2 separate regions of the Rattus norvegicus genome follow, and region 1 is linked to region 2. A link is a contact called in public Hi-C data. All regions are on one chromosome and are shown on one strand. Each heading gives the region's core, a stretch centred on a gene start, on an enhancer-like site or on the middle of the called end of the contact. The rest is flanking DNA. Distances are from core to core; before and after follow the strand shown.

What was found. Hi-C and Micro-C count contacts between places; a contact is called where the count stands out from the background.
Region 1: a contact with region 2 is called in a Hi-C map of mammary epithelial cells, with 3 times the contacts expected there. The contact joins the promoter of Hspbp1 here to the promoter of Zfp628 in region 2. A contact is called at or near these places in 3 of 12 Hi-C or Micro-C datasets (kidney, liver and mammary epithelial cells) and 1 of 1 datasets of contacts at active chromatin or transcription factors (oligodendrocytes).

What each region holds. Positions count from the first base shown.
Region 1 is chr1:78,191,394-78,197,230 of GRCr8, forward strand. It overlaps Hspbp1 (HSPA (Hsp70) binding protein 1), which reads left to right and starts at 3,025. Exons shown (of 8, transcript NM_139261.1): 1 at 3,025-3,053; 2 at 3,377-3,674; 3 at 5,455-5,659. The coding sequence starts at 3,471. LOC108349434 (a long non-coding RNA gene) reads left to right here. Exons shown (of 3, transcript XR_001835671.3): 3 at 1-683. It also overlaps a transcript of Brsk1 not described here.
Region 2 is chr1:77,947,078-77,952,830 of GRCr8, forward strand. Zfp628 (zinc finger protein 628) reads right to left here and starts at 2,919. Exons shown (of 3, transcript NM_001401702.1): 1 at 2,730-2,919; 2 at 424-530.

The sequences.
Region 1 (5,837 bases), core at 1,775-4,274, 240 kb after region 2:
TCCCAGCACTCGGGAGGTAGAGGCAGGTAGATTCTGATGAGTTCAAGGCCAGCCTGGTATACAGAGCTAGTTCCAGGACAGCCATGACTACACGAAAAACAAAAAATATATAGTTTAAAAAAAATTTCATACATGTATATAATGTATTCTGGTTACTCTCCCCACATCTATAATTTATTATTTGTGTGTGTGTGTGTGTGTGTGTGTGTGTGCGCGCGCAGATGTGTGTTCACACGCGTGCATAATGCTTGTAGAGAACAAAGATCAACCTCTAGTTGGTTCTAGTGTCATTCCTCAGGAGCTTTCCACCTTGGGCTTTTGGTTTTGGTAGTTTTTTGAAATAGGATTTCTCTGTGTAGCCATGGCTGTCCTGGAACCCACTATTTGACCAGGCTGGAATCAAGATACACCAGGATGTTCTAGATCTAACTGAGAGCAGAGCATATTCTTTAAACTCAGCCCCCCCAGCCAAAAAAAATCCCTAACTGAATCTCATGTTCTAATTTTCTTTGGGTATATAAGGTCACATATTCATAGGTTCTGAGGATTAGAACAATAATGTATATGTATACATGTATGGGTCTATGTACGATGTATATATGTATAATGATATATGATGCCACATAATATAAGTGTACATATAGCATATTTATATGTATATATAATATTAAACATATGCACCACGAGGGTAGCCAAGATGCAAGCTCCCTTGCATACTATGAAAGTTACAGTATGATGCATAGATACATATGTAGATAATAATTTATAATAATCTGTAAGGAATGTGATCATAAAGCTTTTCCTTCTTTACTGAGATACTCCAGAGTAATAGGGGTCCTATTAATAATAGCATATACCTGTAATCATAGTACTTGAGAAGAGGAGGAGTTCAAGATCAGCCCAGGTATTTAGCAAGCTCAAGACCAGCCTGGGCTACAGAAATCCTTTTAAAAACCTAGAGAATGTGGTTAGGGAGATGTTAGGGAGACAGCTTCGATAGTAAAATATTTGTTGCACTTGATAAAGGATCTGAGTTTGATCTCCAGCACCCCCAGGGTGTTTGTGTGGTACATGCTTGTTGACAAGTGGAAATAGGAAGATTCTCTGGGACTCAATAGCCAGCTGGTATAAAACGTAGGGCTGGAGAGATGGCTCAGCAGTTAAGATGAGTACTATTCTTTCAGAGGACCCAAGTTCCGTTGCCACACCCATGTCAGGAAGCTCACAGTTACAGGTAACTCCAGCTCCAGGGAATATAAAACCCTCTTCTGGCCTCCTATAGCACCTATATTCACATGCACTTACCTGTACATAGATATACATATATACATAAATAAAAAGTCTGGAGCAGATGAGATTCCTCAGCGGTTAAGAGCACTGGCTGCTCTTCCAGAGGTCCAGAGTTCAATATATATATATACGCATACATGTAGGTAAAATACTCATACATAAAAGTGAATAAAATAAGGCAGGGTGGGTGTGCACACTCTTACCCCCACATTCAGGATGCTAAGGCATGTGAATATTTATGAGTTGTAGGACCACCTGGTCATGTCTGCTCCAGGCCAGCCAAGGTTACATACTGAGAGCCTCATCAAAACAAAACAACAAAATACCAAACCAACTCCAAAATGAAAAACAAAAGTGGAGTGGGGTGGGATGGAGAGGGAGAGAGAGAGAGGGGGGGGGGAGAAATAGTTCAATGAGAGATAGTTCATTAAAAGCTCTTGTTACTTTATTGCTCTTGCTGAGGACTCAGGTTCAATTCCCAGTACCCGTATGATGGCTCACAATCATCTGTAACTCCAGTTCCTGGCAATCCATCAGGCATGGGTATGGTGCACATACATACGTGCAGGCAAGACATGCATTCACACTGGGCAGTGGTGGTGCATGCCTTTAATTCCAGCACTCAGGAGGCAGAGGAAAGTGGATCTCTGTGAATTTGAGGCCAGCCCGTTCTACAGAGTCAGTTCTAGGACAGCCAAGACTACACAGTGAAACACTGTCTCAAAAACAGGACAAAAACCCAAAAACTAACCAACCAACCATAAACCATTCATATACAAGTAAATGGATAAATTTACAAAAATTAAAGCAACAACAATAATAATGTGAGGGGCTGGAGAGATAGGTGGCTTGGCAGTTAAAAGTACTTACTGTTCTTGCAGAGGGCCTGAGCTTGGTTCCTAGCACCCACACTGGTTGTCTCTTAATTGCCTGTAACTCCAGCTTTAGGGGATCCTATGTCTCTGGCCCCATGGGAACCTGCATTTACATGCACCCGCCTCCTCCTCCACTACATAATTAAAAACAATAAATCTTTAAAAGAAAACTCTAAAAATATTTTTTAAACGAGGTGAAGATAAAAGGTGGAAGACAGCTGATGTGACTTTCCACACACACCATGCATAGTCACATGAAGACATATATACACAACTCAGAGTATTCCACATCGAAACCGATAATAAGTGGGGAAACAGAGGCCTAAAAAAAGATGAGACTGAGTCTTAGGTTACAAAGGTGGGATATTAGGGGCGATATGCCAAGACTCTATAGGAGCAACTGCAGTTAAAATCGGTTAAGTGAGGAACAAAACCCCTTGAGAAGCAGAGAAGGGGCGTGGCCTACGCAGGGGCGTGGCCGAACAGGACAAGCTGAAGTTCCAGGTACTAAGAGGCGGGGCTTGACTGGGTCAGGCCGAAACGCCTAGAACAGAGGCGGGGATATGAGTATAGGCGGGGCCTATGTCTGGGAGGGGAGGAGCTCGCCACGAGAGTGTCGTATTCGCTAAGGTACTTAGAGGAGCTAGGGGGCGGGGCTTATAACAAAAGCGCGAATGTAGGGGCGTGGCAAGGAGAAAGGCTTAGTAGACAGAGGCGGAGCTAAGTGCCGCATCCGCCAAGGGGTGCTGCTTAGAACTGGGCAAACAGCTTGGGGTGAGGCACTTCCGAGTGAGATCTGCGTATTTCCGGCAAAGATGGCGGCGTCCAACAGAGTCAGGTGCAGGCGAGTCTGTCTTTAGGCGTGGTGGCCGCTCTAGACCGGGCAAGGTGAGATCAGCCCCACTGGGGCGCCCCTCTTCAAAGGCAAGGAAGGAGACTTGTTGCTAAGGAGACTGAGGGAAGACTTGTTGCCACGGAGGCGGGGCAGTGGGGTTGCTAAGAGACAAGGACGCAAGCTGGGGAGCTTGGGGGAGCTCGTTGCCAGGGAGTGGGTGGGGCCTGTTGCTAGGGAGTAAGGAGGGACGTCGGATTTGGGGAAGGGTCCTGTTGGTATGAAGGAAGGAAAGGGGGCTATGGTTAAGGTGGTTGCAGCCAGAATGCTTTGGGATCAGGAGGAGACTCCTAACACCTTCAAAACTCCACCTTTTCAGCAGACCTTAAGGAATCGACCCATCCCGACGCCAGAGCTGCCTCACCGGTGACCATCAATTTCTTTTCAACACATTCTTCCTTCACAGACAGTCCATGGCAGACAAAGGCTCAGGGGGCAGTCGCCTCCCCCTCGCACTGCCTCCGGCCTCCCAGGGTTGCTCGTCAGGGAGCAGTGGCTCCTCGGCGGGGGGCTCAGGCAACCCTCGCCTTCCACGGAACCTCCAAGGCCTGCTGCAGATGGCTATTACTGCGGGCTCTGAGGAACCAGACCCTCCTCCAGAACCCATGAGCGAGGAGGTAAAGTATGAGAACCTAAGAACCTTGGATGAGAGTCCTGGGGATATTAGTGTCTTAGGAAGAGTGGTTAAGTGAATTAGAAGCTGTTGTCTTCCTGGGTGTGAGCAAGAGTCTAAATGTGGCATCATGGTAGGCTGAAGGTCAGCTGTGAAGTGTCTGAACACAGCCTTTTACTGGGAGGCAGGATCAGTCTGGGTTTTCTGGACCCAGGTAGAACTAGATTCAGCCTTGTCCTCACAAGTATGACCTTGGGTATACTTTCCAATCCTAAAGTTTACAATCCTAAAGTTTTCATCATTTTTTTAATTGATGGTGATAATAATAGCAATGATAGTGTTTCATCAGGCAGTTTTTTTTTTCCGGAGCTGGGGACTGAACCTAGAGCCTTGCGCTTGCTAGGCAAGCGCTGTACCACTGAGCTAAATCCCCAACCCCTATCAGGCAGTTTTGATGTTCTAGTTTTTACTGACCAGTACACAGTATACTGTATAGTTGGGCATGGCCAGTTGCCAACCATGACCTTGGTTGGGCAAGTCATATCCTTTCTCTGTCTCTGATTTTTTTTTTTTTTTAATTTATGGAATAGCCATAATCAAACCTGACAGAATTGTCTTGAAGGTTGATAGGAATTTTACATGTAATTTCTTTTTAGCTGACATTTATGATACATAGAGTATTACAGTAACTCAGTTAAGTTATAGAAACATTTATACAAGTTGTATCATTAAATCTTTATGACACAAGAAGGAAACGGGCACAGAGCAATGAGATATTTATCCTGGAGTGTGATTTCAAAGCCTTACAGCCTCTTCCCCTTTTCTTTCCTGTTTTGAGATTGTGTCTCGCTGGGGATTTAGCTCAGTGGTAGAGCGCTTACCTAGGAAGCGCAAGGCCCTGGGTTCGGTCCCCAGCTCCGAAAAAAAGAACCAAAAAAAAAAAAAAAAAAAAAAAAAAAGAGATTGTGTCTCATACAGACCAGGCTAGCCTAAATGACCTTACCCTTCCCACCTTCCTGTGCCCTTCCCCCACACCTCCTAAATCCTGGGCTTACAGGTGTGTGCTATGCTAGCCATTTCAGTCTTGAAGCTCCCTTTTGGGGACAGTATAGTGTCTGATCTTCCTCTGGGCTCCCTTGTCTTGTTCTCGTGCCATTTGCTGATTTCTCCTCATTCTCTACCCTTTCTGGTTTTTGTTTGTTTGTTTTAGTTCTCCAGACAATAGTTGGCATGGCTAGAGAGCAGGTCTTGTCCTAACGTGGTGGTGGCAAGTACAGGCCAGGGATGCTTTTCAAACTGCATGTAGTTCTCAGGACATTTGTCACAACCTCCACGCTCATGATCCTCCGTTGTCTTCATCTTACCATACAGAGCTTGTCATACTGCCATATCATGTCACATTACATGTTGTATTTTTTTTTTTTTTACCTCTAGCTTCTCTGTGTTTACCACGCACACACCCTGAACAATACTTTTCTTTTCTGTAACCAGTCCGTCTCAGGATTGACTCCCTAGTACCTAGAAAAGAAGTTATGACTAAAACTGTAACCATCTGGGCATGGTGGCTCATGCTTGTTAACCCCAGCACTTGGGAGTCTGAGACAGGAAGATGGCTGTGAGTTGGAAGCCTGATTGCACTATAGAATGAGAGATTCTGTGCTTCCTAGATACTTGTTGATGGAAAGAGCCATCAGCCCTGGCATTTGGCTGTCCCTGTTAGTGTCACTCCCTAGGCAATCACTGAGAGACGACTTCTCTCCCCACCCTTCTCCCTTCTTCCCTAGAGACGCCAATGGCTGCAGGAAGCCATGTCAGCTGCCTTCCGAGGCCAGCGGGAAGAGGTAGAGCAGATGAAGAACTGCCTCCGGGTCTTGTCCCAGGCCACACCCCCAACTGCTGGTGAAGCTGAACTGGCCACTGACCAGCAGGAGCGTGAAGGGGCACTAGAGCTGCTGGCAGACCTGTGCGAGAACATGGACAATGCGGCAGGTACCCCCCTCCCCCAGCTCTCACCAGTGTCCCACATCCTGTGTGGCTCAGCGCTTGTCCCTGCTCTCCTGGACTGAACCACTGGCTCCTCCTGGCCTTTCCCTTTCGTTAGCACAGGAACAAAGCCCTCCTCATATCCCACCAAATCCCTATGGTGACAAGTTTGTTTGCTACTTTC
Region 2 (5,753 bases), core at 1,669-4,168:
TGTTTTCATGCTCCAATCCAGGCACCAATGGTTCCCAACTGAGCCAACTGTCTTCCCACTCAGGAGACCCCTTGTGATGTCTGGAGACACTGGCTGTTGCTTGTCAAGTGCAGGGACAGCGGTGCTTCTTAACACCCTACAGTGCATATAATGAATCCCTACAAAGATCCGGTCCAAAAGAGTAGCAGTTGAAAAACCACGAAGACCCGGCCCCAAGCTGCCTTCTGCTATGGCCTCTGACCTCCCATGGCCTCTGACCTCCCATGGCATCCTCTAGCAGTTTGCTTCTCTCCAGGCCCACTCCCAGCAGCAAACAAAGAAACAAGACCCCTTGTTTCACTTCTCTCCGGTCTTTTATAGGTCAGGAGGCTTAACCTGCCCTTCCCTCTGGAACCAGTGCAGGTACCTGTAGTCCCCACGTACCCCAGCTCCTTGCTGCTGAGTCTTTCCTTTAAGCATATCTCCTAGCTGCAGATGGCTGACACTCTTTTCTGTGACCACATTAGCCTTTGGGCTGGATCCTTCTAAACCTGGAGGTGGAGAATTAGAGCTCAGTCAAGAACTGCTGTCTTTCTATCTGCCCCCTCTCTGGAAGCCCTCGCTCTCTCCTAGGATTCCACAATCTATTAAAAACTCCACAAGTGTGGCTCTACCCAAGCCTCTCCTTTGCTCCACAGGCTTGGTAGACAAGATACCTCACACTTAACCACAATCTAACTCCATGTCTTTTTCCCCTCTACGGTCTCCTATTACAAAGGTTGGGCAAGACATGTAGCTCTGTTGGTGGAGTGCCTATCCAACACACAGAGCCCTGGGTTTGAACTACAGCACTGCATAAACCAGGTGTGGTGAGAGAAGAGGCTAAGAAAGGAGGAGGATGAGTTTGAGGCAAACCAGTATAACAGCCACACCTATGTGGGAACAGAAGACAAACTCTCTCTCAGGAGCCTACGGACTGTTCATAACTGGTAGTCTTCTCCCATCTTGCTGGCTTTCCGTGCCTCTGGCCTTTCAACTGGGCAGAGAAAGCTAACCCCACTTCAGAGCTTCTGCCTAGTGCCCCTTCCCTCTACCATCCACAATTCACTGTCACCTCCAAGTTAGCCACGAACTCACCCCAGAAATACTTCCTCAGACCAGCCTACTTAAATCCCTTCAGCACTCCCTGCTCTCTCCCCGTGCTTCGATTTGCTCCCTTCTCACTGGGGCTCCTCACCGAAGTACAAGGATTTCTTTCTCTTTGTCTTGAGGCCCAGTTTCTCTGCATAGCCCTGGCTGTCCCAGAACTCACTACAGAGACCAGGCTGGCCTCGAACTCAGCTATCTGCCTTTGCTTCCTGAGCGCCGGGCTCAAAGGCGTGCATCACCACCACCCTAGCCAGGATTTCTCAACCTCATCAGCACAGAGATTTGGAAATGGGTCATTCTTTGTCAGAGGGGCTGTCTAACACACTGCTGTATGTTTAGCAGGATTCCTGACCTCAACGGAATGGATGCCATTAGTAACCAAACTAGTGCCAGTTTGACCCTTCCCTAGTAAATCCGGTAAGTCAGTACTGCAGTGGCAGTACCAGAGATGGCCCCATCAGGACATATAGCTCTCTCACTGCTTGTTTTATTGTTAATGTTCACATCATCCGAACAGGGAACATCTGCCTCATTCACTGTTACATCCCTGCACCTACCAAAACATCAGCCGAGTGCATGCTCAGTAAATACAGCCTGAGAGAACATAGACTAGCCATCCCCTCTTGACAGGTTACAAAGGACTTCTGCTTTTAAAGCGCTAGTGTTCCTTTTGAAATGTGGATGACAAATGAGCTTCAGAAACTGCCTATGCTTCTGAGGCCACATCTTTTTTTTTTTTTTTTTTTTTTTTGGGTTCTTTTTTTTCGGAGCTGGGGACCGAACCCAGGGCCTTGCGCTTCCTAGGCAAGCGCTCTACCACTGAGCTAAATCCCCAACCCCGAGGCCACATCTTTTAACACAAGAGGCCCAAAGGAACAGGGACCCATCTTAGCAGTGAGAATCCCCTTTAAAAGGCTGGGTTTTGGGGCTGGGGATTTAGCTCAGTGGTAGAGCGCTTACCTAGGAAGCGCAAGGCCCTGGGTTCGGTCCCCAGCTCCGAAAAAAAGAACCAAAAAAAAAAAAAAGGCTGGGTTTTGAGAGGAAGCTGTTAGAGTTTGGGATATAGTCAGTTATTAAGAGTTAATGACTGGCATGCACGAAGCTCTGGGTTCTATTCACATGACACCATGAAACCTGCGTGGTGGCACAGGCAGGCCTGTAATCCCAGCATGTAGATGAAGGCAAGTGGATCATATACTCAAGGTCACTCTCAGCTATATAGTTGAGTCTGAGGGCATCCTGAGCTACATGAGATTATATCTGGGGGCCGGGGGGGGGGGGCTATCTTTGTTCAGATATTCTAGGGACCAGAAGAATTATGAAACTTTTCGTTCAATGTTTGGGAAGCTATCATCCGCTCTTAAGGAAATAATCCCCCTTTTAAGAGAAAGAGAAGGGAGAAAACGGCAAGGAAGCTTTGCAAAAATGCAGCTAAACACACTGCCCTTACCCTTTAAGAGGGCGGAGCCTACCTAACAGATAAATATCGGAGGCAAAATAGCGACCTTCCCTTTAAGGTACCCCTTCCGGTTTCCCGCTCGCCGTTTTCCAAACGACTCCGCCCTCCGGCCCTTCCCCCTCCGCGCCCTCCGGTCTCTCACCTGTGGCCCCGGTCGGGGAGGGGGGATCAAAGAGAACCCCAGGGCCTTCCCGCGGGGGCTGACGGGAAGCGGGGCCCGGCACTGCGCTGGGGGACCCGCGGCCCGGGAGGGGGCGGGGGCGCGCTCCCTCCCCACGGCCCCCGGCGCGAGGCACTCAACCTTTATCGGCGGCCTCTCGCGCACACAAACCCCGCCGCCACCGTCGTGCGTCATGACGCAACGCGCCCGGCCCCACCCACTGCTGGGGTGCGCCAGCTGCAGAGTCCTGGGGGGTCCAAGCCTCAGGTGTATGGTATGTGCTCATACTCCGTTCCCTCGTGCTGAAAAGGAATTCTTCAGACGCGGGAAACTGAGGCACATAACCTTCCTGCGTGGCCTGGGTCTTGGGGAGGGGCGTGTCTGAGCTGCCCCTTCAAGCCTGCTTTTCTTCCCCCGCCTGCTGGCATCTGCTTGCTTTCTCAGCCTGTGCTGAGACTTTGGGATAGATTATTTTTGTTATTTAAAAAAAATTTTTTTTGAGGCAATAGTCTCATGTAGGGAGCACAGTATGCAGCTCGGGCTGGCTTTGAATTCATAATCCCCATGCCTTCACCTCTCCAAAGCTGGGATTGCAGGCCTGCACCTGCATTCTCACTTGTGATAGTTTTGGCTTTGGTTGGTTGGTTGGCTGGTTGGTTGGTTGGTTTCGTGTGTTGTAGTGACATCAGCTGCCGCTCCGGCCTCTGCCCACTAGTTACTGGTGCAACTGCCTATGCACACAGACACTTAACAACAGCCACAGTGCCTTTAGACACTCCAGAGAGCCACAAGTTCAAAGCCAGTACTGCAAGCCAAACACTCTAGGACTGTGGACCTCCTCCAGACACACACCCACCAGCACCACGCTGGACTTGATGTCCTTATCCTGCCTCTATCTCCCAAATGCTGGGATTACTGCGATGCCCCCCCCCAATGGGCTTCTACAAGCTATTCTCTGCCCTTACCCAAAGGTCCTTTTATCTCTAACCCATCTCTGCCTACCTCTTGTTGGAAAGATCGGTGGTAACCAGGTCCTTGTCAGTAGCAAGGAGACACACCACCATTGTCAGCAGCCCAAGGAGTTCCCCTAGACTTTTAGGGCTCTTGATGTAGGTCAAAATGGGGACTTGGCTTGGGGTCTAAGGAATTCCACAGCTATAGCCAGTTTATGAAGCAGATATGGTAAGTTTATTGAAAGATATTTTACTATAGATTTAAGCACAAGGTTTATAAAAGGATCTCAGAAGAAAGACACATCCAAGTATAGATATGAGCTTCTCAACAGGAGAGTGGGTGGAAAATAAGATGGCACCGTAGCGTAGGTACAGGCTCCTAGGGGAGAGTAACCAATTAGTTGTCTTAGCATCAGCCAAGTAGGCCATTTCGGTTACTCTCAGGTTACATCTCAAGAGGTTGCTAAGGAGCCACTCTCTTGATGCCCGGGTAAGGAGAGAGGATTCTTTTGCTTTTTTCTTAAGATCTATTTATTTTTACTTTCTCTATATGCACGAGTGCCCACATGCATGTCTGTGCACCACATATGTACCCGGTGCCCGAGGAAGCCAAAAGAAACCGTCAGATCCTCTGGAGCTAGAGTTTCAGAGCAGTTGTGAACTGTCAGGTGTGGTCCCAAGGAACTGAAGCCCAGTCCTCTGTAAAACTAGCAGTTGTTCTTAACTACCAAGCCATCACTCCAGCTCTAAGTTAGTGGTGTTAACTAAAAAAACAAACAAACAAACAAAAAACATGCAGGGGCGGGGAAGAAAAAAAAACAAACCATGCAGAGGGCTGGTGCGGTGGCTCAGCAGATACTGATGCTTACTGCCCAATCTGATACTGGAATTCAAGTCATATCTGTAGAGGAATTTTAATCCAGCAACATGGCTATTCTGGCTGGAACACAGATATGACCTTAGTACATGCCTTTAATCCCAGGGGACAGAGGCAAGCAGATCTCTTGAGTTCAAGGCCAGCCTGGAGTGGAGCAAGTTTCAGGTAAAGAGAATCTTAGGACCAGACGTGGTGGCGCATGCCTTTGATCCCAGCCCTCGGGAGATAGAGGCAGACAGGCCATCTCCTGAGTTCTAGGCAATCAGTCGAGTCAGCGAGTTGAGAGGCTATGCAGTGGAGTTCAGAGGCAGATTTTTTAGAGATAGTTTTGTAGAGACAGGTTGCAGGTGAAGACAGGATGAGCCAGAGAATGAAAAGAAAGCAAATTAGAACAGATTTCTAGATTTAAGGTCAACCAGAGCAATTCAGCCAGAAGCTGAAAGAATCATTGTTTGGAGAAGCGTTTGGGCCAGAGCAGCTGAGTTGAACCAGCCAGCCGGAATTCAGAAAGAGGCAGAAAGGGTAAGTTTATTCAACAATAAATATCAGAGATGACCATTACATCTGGAAAATAACAATTGCATTTACAATATGCATATGGTGAGAGGAAAGAACCAACTCCCACAAGCTGTCCTCTGATCTGTACCTATGCTGTGCACAAAGTAAGTAGGTAAATGTAATCTGCATTTCCTCATTTTGTGTATAGAGAGATCCAGGGAACCTGGCTTTGATTCCTAGAGCCCTAGATTCCTAGAATGCACAACTATCTGTAACTCCAGTTCCACGGAACCTGATGCCCTCCAGAGACACTGGGTACATAGATACAGACATAAGCATGGACAAAACAGCCATACACATAAAAATAAATCTATTAATTAAGTTCAAAGTCTCTCCTGAAACTCATCGGCAGCCCCTTAGCTGTGAGCCCCTGCAAAACCAAAAAGGAAGCTCCATGATTCCGATATACAGTGACACAATAAACACTCTGTATGGGTCTGAAAGTCGCTGAAGGAAAACCCCAGACTTGATAGTAGGCAAAGACAAAGAGCATTTATTCTGCAGAAACAACCAGCATGCGGGAGTCAACCATTCTTCAAAATGGCCACCCCAGACAAAGGTGCCCAGGCCTTCTTATAGGAAACCAGGGGGCGGGGGACAACACGGACTGTCTAGAAG